Regions from separate parts of the Muntiacus reevesi genome. Here region 1 is linked to region 2. The links are chromatin contacts, called in public Hi-C maps. All regions are on one chromosome and are shown on one strand. The core of a region is the stretch at or near the end of the contact, and the rest is flanking DNA. Distances in the headings are between cores, read along the strand shown. Region 1 holds the start of SAP130 (Sin3A associated protein 130). Region 2 holds the start of SFT2D3 (SFT2 domain containing 3).

Evidence for each region. Hi-C and Micro-C count contacts between places; a contact is called where the count stands out from the background.
Region 1: a Hi-C map of blood shows a contact between it and region 2, with 5 times the contacts expected there. The contact joins the promoter of SAP130 here to the promoter of SFT2D3 in region 2. A contact is called at or near these places in 2 of 3 Hi-C or Micro-C datasets (blood and muscle).

What each region holds. Positions count from the first base shown.
Region 1 is chr3:264,651,778-264,656,536 of mMunRee1.1, reverse strand. It overlaps SAP130 (Sin3A associated protein 130), which reads left to right and starts at 2,620. Exons shown (of 21, transcript XM_065931989.1): 1 at 2,620-2,772; 2 at 4,408-4,525. The coding sequence starts at 4,414.
Region 2 is chr3:264,307,203-264,312,661 of mMunRee1.1, reverse strand. It overlaps SFT2D3 (SFT2 domain containing 3), which reads right to left and starts at 1,625. Exons shown (of 1, transcript XM_065931981.1): 1 at 1-1,625. The coding sequence starts at 276.

The DNA.
Region 1 (4,759 bases), core at 1,371-3,870, 340 kb before region 2:
GACTGACCACCACAGAACACTTGCACTGAGAATCTACCTTCCTTGTTACCAGAGAACCGCCCAGCAGATGTGGTGTCTGATGGTGTCTCTGTTCAATCCATCCAAACTATTTTCTTCAAGAACCCGAGATACTAATAAGCCCCTGCAGCTGGCCGGGGGTGCTTGAAGACCTGCAAAATGTGGAAGGTTCAACCTGAATGTGCAACACAGAGGCTGTCTTCAGCACACCAAGTTCAGTGAACGGGAAACCTAAACCCTAGCAACTCAACCAGGGGTGAAACATCTGTTTTCCTTCAAGTATCCATTATGTGAAGGACTAGAGATGTAAGTGAATAAGGCAGTAACTAATGAAAATCTGGATTTCATTCATGTACTATGGATGTATTTGGGATTATAGTTAGCAAGTATTTATTGAATCCTTCCTGTTGATGGGAGATACAAAGATGAGTAATTTCTCTCTCTGCCTAATCCAGGAAGACAGGGTAGATATATTAGTGCTATAATAGAGGTACTGAAGAAATATCTAAGGAAGTATCCCATAGTGTATGGGAAAGAGAGGAATTCCTTTCTTTCCACTTAGGCACTGTAAAATGGGCAGCACTTGGCTATATGCCACTGAAAGGTGGGGCCTGCAGAGGGCAAAGCTTGAGCAAAAGCTTGGAAGACAAGCTGTGTGGAGAACAGGTGGAAATTATGGTTGAGACAGTACTCAACCATACATGAGAGTTAGGAGGGACTAAAGCCAGCCTTTGAACTGGGTTTAGGGATTTGGAATATTAATAGATTCTGAAGTCACTGGAACATCATAGATAGGAATAACAGATACAGAGGAATGCTTTAGAAAAAGAACTCTACAGAGGACAGGTTGGGGGTAGGAAGAGATCTAAGTGGAGGCAACACTAGTAAGGTCCAGACAGGAATTAATGAAATGTTGAGCCAAGTCTATGAACGCAACAGAAAAGGAAGTACAGAACTCCATAGGCTGACTCTGGAAGATGAAGAGTGGAAACCAACAAGAATAAAACCAAAGGCAGAAAGGGTGGACGGTGATGCCACTGCCATTAGCCAAACCCAGAAATCAGGAGTACAAAGGTGAGGCAAATCAACAAAAGTGGCCAATATGTTAAGTCTCAGAGGTTTGTGAGACATATTTGTGGAATGTGTACAAATCATGTGAGAGGCCACCACACCAATGAAACGGAGTCATTTTTGAAAATGATATTTGAAGCTGTAAGGGTGCGTTAAACTGGTCAGGAAGATGGCATAGCATTGAGAGAGGGCTGGAGCCTTGGAGAATGCGGTACATGTGAGAAAGACAAGGCATAAAGGAGCTTAATAGAGACAGAAGTAGCATCAGGAAATAGTGTGTTTCTGGAGACCAAAGGAGTTGATAGTTGATTTACAATGTTGTGTTAGTCTCAAGTGAACAGCAAGATGATTCAGTTACACATACACATGTATCTATTCTTCAGTATTCTTTCCCCAGAGGGAAGAATATTTTAAGGAGGAACTAATGTTGGTGAAACTAGACAAGCTGAAAACTAAGTAAGGACCACTGGGTGAGGTGAGAGGGTCACTGGCAACTTAGGGGGAGCAGCCTGGGAAGCAGCGGCAGAGGCAGAATCAACTGCCTAAGGAGAGAGGAGGCTAAGGTATACCACATCAGTTACTCTTAGAAGAAATTTGAGAAGGGAAGAGAGTGTGAAACCAAAGTGGCTTGAGGAAGGAGAGGGATATTTTAGGTTCATTCTTGTAGCCACGAGCTACGCTCTTCCTAGCAAGAACATAGCTGTACATGAAAGGAAGAAGGATGTGAGCCCTTTTTATTTCTTAACACAAAACTCCAGACCTAAATTACCATCTGGGAAGGAAGGAGGGAGACATCATCATCATTATCAGACTCAGATTTTGCTTCGGCAGTGTTGACCAAGTCTTGTACAACCATATAAACGCCATCCCTCCACTCTAAACAAAACAGCAAACCACCACCACTCCCTCCGCTTCTTCGCAATCTGGAAAAACCAAGCAGGTACAACGTGTTCGAGTCCTTCGCCTCTCCGAGCCGGCTTTAACCTGAGAGTGCTCAGCTCAGCTCTCTGGTGGGTCCGGCCCGATGAGCAGCTCCCGACGCGGAGTCCAGCGTAAACCCAACAGAGTCGCTCCAGTTTCGTGCATCTCATCCTCCCACGATGCTCAGGCTTCGCGGGCCATGGCCTCGGTGCAAACACCAATTACAGTCAGAAAACCCCTCGGCCCTGCCTGCAGCTCCTTCGGCCCAGTGTAGTCGGCCTCCATTACTCTTTTCCCGCGAGGCACCTCCCTCGAGAAAATGAAACCTGGTGCCATCAGCTGAAGCAAAAGGGTGGGACCTTTCTACTAGGCACACGGAAAAGGCAGAATCAACTCAGACAGCAAAGGGGTGTGCTACCCGGGTCGGGTCGCCAGGACGCCCCGCCCAGGCCCGCCCTCTAGGCATCAGGGACTACGTTTCCCAGAGGCCTCAGCGGCCCCGAGGGGCTGGCCAGTCCGCTCTCTGCTCACACTGCGCGGTGACTGGCTTCCTCGGAGGAGGGCGGGGCCTAATCCAGCCAATGGGTGAGGGGCTCGTTACGGCGGCGGAAGCAGTGGCGCTGGGTTGAGGGGTGGGGGACAGAGTGCTAGCGCCTCGGCGGTGGCGGCAGGTCCCGGAGCCCGAGGACGTCGGCTCCACAGGCGGAGAGCGCACGGAAGCAAGCTCGAAGTGGCGCGGCGGCCACTTGGCGCAGCACTCAGGTAATGGCGGGACAGGCGCCCGGGAGCGAAGGGGAGGGGAGGAGACGAGGGGGCGGGGCGGCCGAGCCGGGCTGCAGCGTCCGTCCCGCTGCGCGTCCCCGGGGAAGGGCAGCGGTGCCTCGTCTCCTGCGGCGTAGACCTGTGCTCTTTCGCGAGCTGAGCACGGCAGTTGGCCCGGCGGCAAAGGCCCGGTGTCCTGCGGCAAGGAAAGGAGAGGCGTCGGGAGGGCTGGGCTGATCCGGGCGTGGGGGCGTGGCGGGCGTGGGCCTTGGCGGGGAAGCTGAGAGGCCGGGGGAGCGCGGGCGGGCGGGCAGCCCAAGGAGTTTGGCTCCTGGAGCAGTTTAAAGTGACTCTCCACATCCGGGCCCTGCGCCCGCCGCTTTCAGACCCCGACCGAGGCGGGGCCTCCTAGCTCCCCGCCCCTTTCGCCGGCAGCGCCTGTCTTCCTCTGCTATTGGCTCAGCCTCGAGGGCTTTGGGCTGCCCCGGTGAGGCTCGCGCCTGATTGGCTGGCAGTCGGCGGGAGGGTGGGGCGGGATCAGAGCTAGCAGACCGCGGTGGATTGGTCCGGGCGCTGGAGTGACGCGCCCGGCGTGGGGCCAATGGACAGGCGGGGGAGGTAGGGGCAGGTTCGGGGGAAGAGGACTGGAGCGGAGCGGTGGCCGGGTGGCCCGGGTGAGCGGGGCCAGAGGAGCTGGACAGCGGCGGGTCCGAGGCGCGCTGTGGCGCGAGCCCTCCCGGCGACCTCGGAACCCAGCGCCGCCACCGAGATGGGTCCTCCGCGGCCCTCTTAGCCTGGCGAGGTGGAATCGGGAGGGAGGGGAGGGCGGCGGGCGGCGGCTGCAGGTAAAGAGGCATACTGGTCCTGAGCTCCTCAGAATGCCTAACCCCCTCCCCGGAGAAGTCTTAGAGACCCCATGTGTCTGGAGACCCGTGTCCTCCGACCTCAGCTGTGGGGTTCGGGGTGGAGGTAGGACTGCGGGCGTATGGAGGATTTCGGCAGAGCTTGGCTCCTGAGGGGAAAGTGAGGGTCGATTTTAGGGAAGGTGGCGAAGGTCTCCGTTCCCTCTGGCTCGGTGGCGGTCTGTGAAAGGGCGGGATGAAATCTGTCACTGAAGGCCTGTGCAGAAAAACATGAGAATTCCTTTTGGATCAGGTCTTGATGTAAGGCTTCTGATCGTTTCTTAGGACAGGGCATCTGCCTCCGATTCCTCCTTTGACACATTGATGACAGTTTTGTACACCTTGGTGTGAAGCTTGGCTTTCAAAGGCACAACCCGTTTGTCATGAAACTTTACAGAGAAATGTATGTATTGTGTTAATACATGTCATGTGGCTGTTGCACACGATGTAGTGTCGACTTTTTCGTGTGGCAATTCACAAGTATTTGGGAGGGAGTCATAGTATCCCTCAGTATTACATAAATGATTTTACCATTAATTGACCATATGTACATGGATAACTGAAACACTTTAGACCATTTCTGCACTGTATATTGAACGCAAGTATTATTTTCGATAAATGATGCTGCATTTGCTTTCCTAAAAGGAAGATATAGGTACTAAAAATGGTTTAATTTCTCATTATTGGTTCTAATCTCAGAATCCAGTAATAACCATGTGACTATGCACTGCAGGTGGAAATGAGTTCTCAACAGTTTCCTCGGTTAGGAACCCCTTCCACCGGGCTAAGCCAGGCTCCTTCACAGATAGCCACCAGTGGTTCTGCAGGATTGATAAACCCAGCTGCAACAGGTGAGATGTGTGATATTTCTCTGCATTGCTTTCTGCTTTTAAAATAGTGCAGGTTTTCTAACTTAAAAATTAGCAAATTCTTGGTGGGGTTTTAATAAATACTAGGTTATTGAATTTGAAGAAGGGATATATATTATAATTCTAATGTAAATAAGGCTTTTTTTCCGTCCTGTTTTAATCACTTAATTCACATGTGCCAGAGTATAAGTGAAACTTAAAGCATGCTTATAAGAT
Region 2 (5,459 bases), core at 376-2,875:
GGCCAGGCCGAAGCAGAGCGCAGCAAGCAGCAGGCACACGCCACTCGCCATCAGCCGCTGAGTGCGCGTCACGCTGGGCAGACACGTCTGTCCCGCCGCCGGCTCCGCGGGGCTCTGTGTCCACGTCCAGCGCAGGCCCGCGCGGCCCAACCACGTCCCGGCCCCCGCCGCGGGCTCCTTCGCCTCGCCCGCGGCGAGCAGTGGCTCCGCGGCCGCCGGGCCGCCCGCTTTCCCCTGCGCCAGATATTCCTGCAGCTGGCGGTTGAGGTCCGCCATGTTGGATGGAGGCTTCCACGTAGTTGCGGGGGGGGGGGGGGGGGGCGGGGTGCTGCCGCCACTTCCGGCTCTACTCAGTCGGCTTTGGAAACTGCCCGGACCTCGGGCGGCTGTTAGTCCGCCGGGACGGAAGGGGCGGGGCTTCTGTTCCGCTGCCTTCTTGGTCTCGGCTGGCACTCGCGCTGGGGCCGCGGCTGATCACTGCGTGTAGCTTATGAATACGTTTCTTCGGTGTCCGCTGTAGGCGCTGACAGGGCTTGGGTGAATTATAACAGCATTAGAAGTTAGTTAAAGGACGTGAGCTCGTGTGGCTATGAATGAAAGAAACTTTAAGTGTCTTGACTTTATGGATATCAGTATCGTGATTCTGTGCTGTAGTTTTCCAATATTTGGCAATTGGGGGAAAATGGAGAAAGGGTATACCGTCTTAAAACTATGCTAATCTATAACTTAATTTTTTAAGCAACTCACGCTGCAGGTCATAAGTGGTTTCTTTGGGAAAACTACAGAGCTGAAGCAGAGTTAACCGCCCACTCCCGCTGATGTGCTTCTCTTACCCGTTTCAGCATAGGTCTGGCAATGTTATTGTTTCAACCCCAGGTCTTGTATTTATATTTTTGGCCCACATCGTCATGCTTCTGATACCCCTCTGGGTACAGGTTTCCTGACCCATCAGATAATTCTGAAGCGCTTGTTCACGTCCGATTAATTTCTAATCTATTCTGAGGTGACTCCTACAGCCTTGCTCTTTTTCCAGAATCTCCTTGAAGTTCCTTGGCTTGTTGTGTAGGTCACAGCCATTTAGGTGTCTGCTAGGACTTCTGGTTTCGCTGCTCTCTCTGGTTGTCAGACATTCAGAGTAAGCTGCACCTCTTGTTTACATCTCTCACTTAGGTGCACTTTCTCTGAGTTCTCATCTATCCCAGTTGTGACAGTTTATTTGTTCAAAGCAGTGCCAGCAGCTTGAGGACAAGTTCTCTTTCATCTCCCTTTTCTTCGGACCTGGAAGGCTACATCAAAGGCACTCAAACGGATGTTGACCTGATTGTCACAGCTGTCTATTTGAGTGCAGTAAAGGTGCTTGAAAGCCTTTGTGGATAAAGAAGCCTTCGGTTGAAAAACCCATTTTTTAAGTGTCTATTGTGAATTTAAATATGATGGCATGGAAGTCTTTTGTGATGTAAAGTGCAACCTAGTTAAGTACTACAGCAGTGTATTCTTGGACACACCTTTTATTTACTTGCCCCAAAAGCACTGGGGATGGGAGGCAGGGCTGAGCGCTGTAGGCTGTTTCTTCTATCGCTGACTTTGGAGGCACTGCAGGAGAAGAGAGGGTGTCTCCTTGTGTCTCTTTTTTTTGTCTGTACTAGCTCCCCTCACCTCCTTGGTACTGGCCTCCCCTGCACAACTCTAGCTGATGACTGGTGACCATCCTTTGTCCTTTATGACAAGATAAGTATTAATGATTTCCTGCTGTTGTCATGTCTGACTTTTCAGATTTCCTGTTACTTGTATAACCAGTTTTCCCTTATTAAATTATTCCCTTTAATACTTTGTTTTCCTGGTTGGATCTTGATTATTGTTACTAAACAAGCAAACTTGGTTCCACTTGCCCAATGTGCAGCAAAGCCAATCTGCTGCCCCTGTATTGTGGTGGAGGAAAGTATCCTGTTTATTGTAGGGTGCCAAGTGCCTTGCTCACATGACCTGAACTCTCCAATGGTTTTCAGGGATGGGTTTCTGAAACTGAGGGAGAGGGTCACAGGGTGCATGGTCAACTCATGCACAGTTATCTGATTGGTTGATGGTGAGGTAACTGGGTGATATGGGAGTCTCAACTGCCAACTTAAAAAAAGTACAGAGTGTGAGAGTTGTGAAGGAAGTTTTATTTGGGGCAAAATGTGAGGACTATAGCCTGGAAGACAGTATCTCAGATAGCCCTGAGAAACTATTCCAAAGAGGTAGGGTGAAGGTCAGTATATATGTGATTTTGCTGAAGGGGAAATACGGAAACAAGCACATTTTTTTTTTTTTTTTTTTCAAAAGGTCTGTGCTAGTCATGAGCAGTTGTCACAATTTGAGTGCTTTTCTAGATATGAGAAGACACAAGAATTGGGCTCATAAAATTGGCTCCTGAAAATATCTACCTGAAGACCTGTTCAGCCAATTTTTCCCAGAGCATAGCCTGCCTCATATCTGCTCTCCACCCTGAACTCCTTTCAGGGAGTGTTGGAAATCAGCAGCTGCAGCAGCAACTGGTTTAATCCTTGTGGAGGTAGATGGCAATTACCCATGGCAGGTGCCATTTTGTAGTTGACAGGGCCACCTCATGGTCATAAATTTGATCATGCTTTGAGAGGCACTTTATGACCATTTTGTCTGCTGGTGCTAGCAAGGCTCATTCCCAGGTCTCGCAGAGATTTTGCTGAAAGGCCATTCAATATGCTATTACTGGGCTAGGTCTTATAAACAATAGCTAAAGGTAATGCTGAACTATCTGTCTGGCTAGTCTGTTATAGTCCAGGAAAAAAATTCCCTCTGTAGCATCTTCCTGTATCAAGAATCACACTTTTATAGTAATTGATCTCATATAGAACCATATATTTGATCAGTTGCTTCCAGTTGCCTAGTCAGCATTATATTTGTTGGAAGCTCAGTCACACATTTGGTAATATAAGGAACAATAATCTTGTAAAACAGGCAAAATATAATATAGTTAATACATTAATAAGAGTTAGAAGTAAATATTTAAGCCAAGAACTTCCCATGCCAAGTCAGTTTTTTAAGAGATCATCAAGATGAGGAAGTGGGTCACTTAAGGCAGAAATGTGATTTCTCATATGATTCATTAAATGTGTAAGAAGATTCATCAAGTATAGGATTCAGTTTGAGTTATGGCACAAGTGCCTCACTGAGCTGCTGAAAGATGTCAAGTATCATGTGGTTTTCTAGCACCCACTTTTCTCATCATAGAGACATCAGAATTTGGTAGGCTAGTAGCCTGGTTCAGTTTATTTCAGTTTGGTCCCTCAGTCGTGTCCGATTCTTTGCAACCCCATGGACTGCAGCACACCAGGTTTCCCTGTCCATCACCAAACCCAGAGCTTACTTAAAGTCATGTCTATCAAGTTGGTGATAGCATCCAACCATCTCGTCCTCTTTCATCCCCTTCTCCTCCTGCCTTCAATCTTTCCCAGCATCTGAGTCTCGTCCAATGAGTCAGTTCTTTGCATCAGGTGGCCAAAGTATTGGAGTTTCAGCTTCAGCATTAGTCCTTCCAATGAATATTCAGGACTGATCTCCTTTAGGATTGACTGGTTGGATCTCCTTGCAGTCCAAGGGACTCTCAAGAGTCTTCTCCAACACCACCATTCAAAAGCATCAATTCTTCACCACTCAGCTTTCTTTATGGTCCAACTCTCACATCCACACATGACTACTGGAAAAATCATAGCTTTGACTAGACAGACCTTTGTTTGTGAAGTAATGTCTCTGCTTTTTAATATGCTGTCTAGGTTGGTCATAGCTTTTCTTCCAAGGAGCAAGCGTCTTCTAATTTCATGGCTGCAGTCACCATGTGTGGTAATTGGAGCCCGAAAAAATAAAGTCTGTCACTGTTTCCATTGTTTCCCCATTTATTTGCCACGAAGTGATGGGACTGGATACCATGATCTTAGTTTTCTGAATGTTGAGCTTTAAGCCAGCTTTTTCACTCTCGACTTCTACTTACATCAAGAGGCTCTTCAGTTCTTCGCTTTCTGCCATAAGGGTGGCGTCATCTGCATATCTGAGGTTACTGATATTCCTTCTGGTAATCTTGATTCCAGCTTGTGCTTCATCCAGCCCAGCGTTTCTCATGATGTATAATGCATAAGCAGGGTGACAATATGCAGCCTTGACATACTCCTTTCCTGGTTTGGAACCAGTCTGTTGGTCCATGTCCAGTTCTAACACTTGGTTCTTGACCTGCCTACAGGTTTCTCAAGAAGCAGATCAGGTGGTCTGGTATTCCCATCTCTCTCAGGATTTTCCACAGTTTGGTGTGATCCACACAGTCAAAGGCTTTGATGTAGTCAATAAAACAGAAATAGATGTTTTTCTGGAACTCTCTTGCTTTTTTGATGATCCAGTGGATGTTGGCAATTTGATCTTTGGTTCCTCTGCCTTTTCTAAAACCAGCTTGAACATCTGGAAGTTCACAGTTCACGTATTGCTGAAGCCTGGCTTGGAGAATTTTGAGCATTACTTTACTAGCGTGTGAGATGAGTGCAATTGTGTGGTAGTTCGAGCATTCTTTGGCATTGCCTTTCTTTGGGACTGGAATGAAAACTGACCTCTTCCAGTCCTGTGGCCACTGCTGAGTTTTCCAAATTTGCTGGCATATTGAGTGCAGCACTTTCACCCCATCATCTTTCAGGATTTGAAATAGCTCAACTGGAATTCCATCTCTTCCACTAGCTTTGTTTGTAGTGATGCTTTCTAAGGCCCACTTGACTTCACATTCCAGAATGTCTGGCTCTAGGTGAGTGATCACACCATCATGATTATCTGGGTCGTGAAGATCTTTTTTGTACAGTTCTGTGTATTCTTGCCAACTCTTCTTAATATCTTCTGCTTCAGTTAGGTCCATACCATTTCTGTCCTTTATTGAGCCCATCTTTGCATGAAATATTCCCTTGGTATCTCTTAATTTTCTTGAAGAGATCTCTAGTCTTTCATATTCTATTGTTTTCCTCTTGCAAAGGTATAATTTACCAAATTACTGTAAGTCATAATTAAAGGGGAAGGTTTTCCTTACACTTGGAAAACACAGATTCCAGCCTGTAATTTTTCAGATAGAAACCATAAAAATTGTAACCCTATTCACCAATTCACTCAGTGCTTTTGTTAACTTTTTATGAAGCCATCAGATTTTTCACTGAAACTCTTTAATTTCTTATGAAGTTCAGCATTATGGTCTGAAAGTCAGAAGCTTTTACTTATCCAAAAACACTTTCTATAAATGTTCTTGAGGAGGAAGCATTTTTGCAGAGGCAAAAGAATAAAACCATAACTGTCTATGACAGAAGATTTAAGACATGTTTAAACTCTGATTACAATGCAGTCCAATTGACTAAATTGGTTACTATTGTAACATACACCACTTAAAGATAGTAACTAGATTTATAACAATATTTTATAGG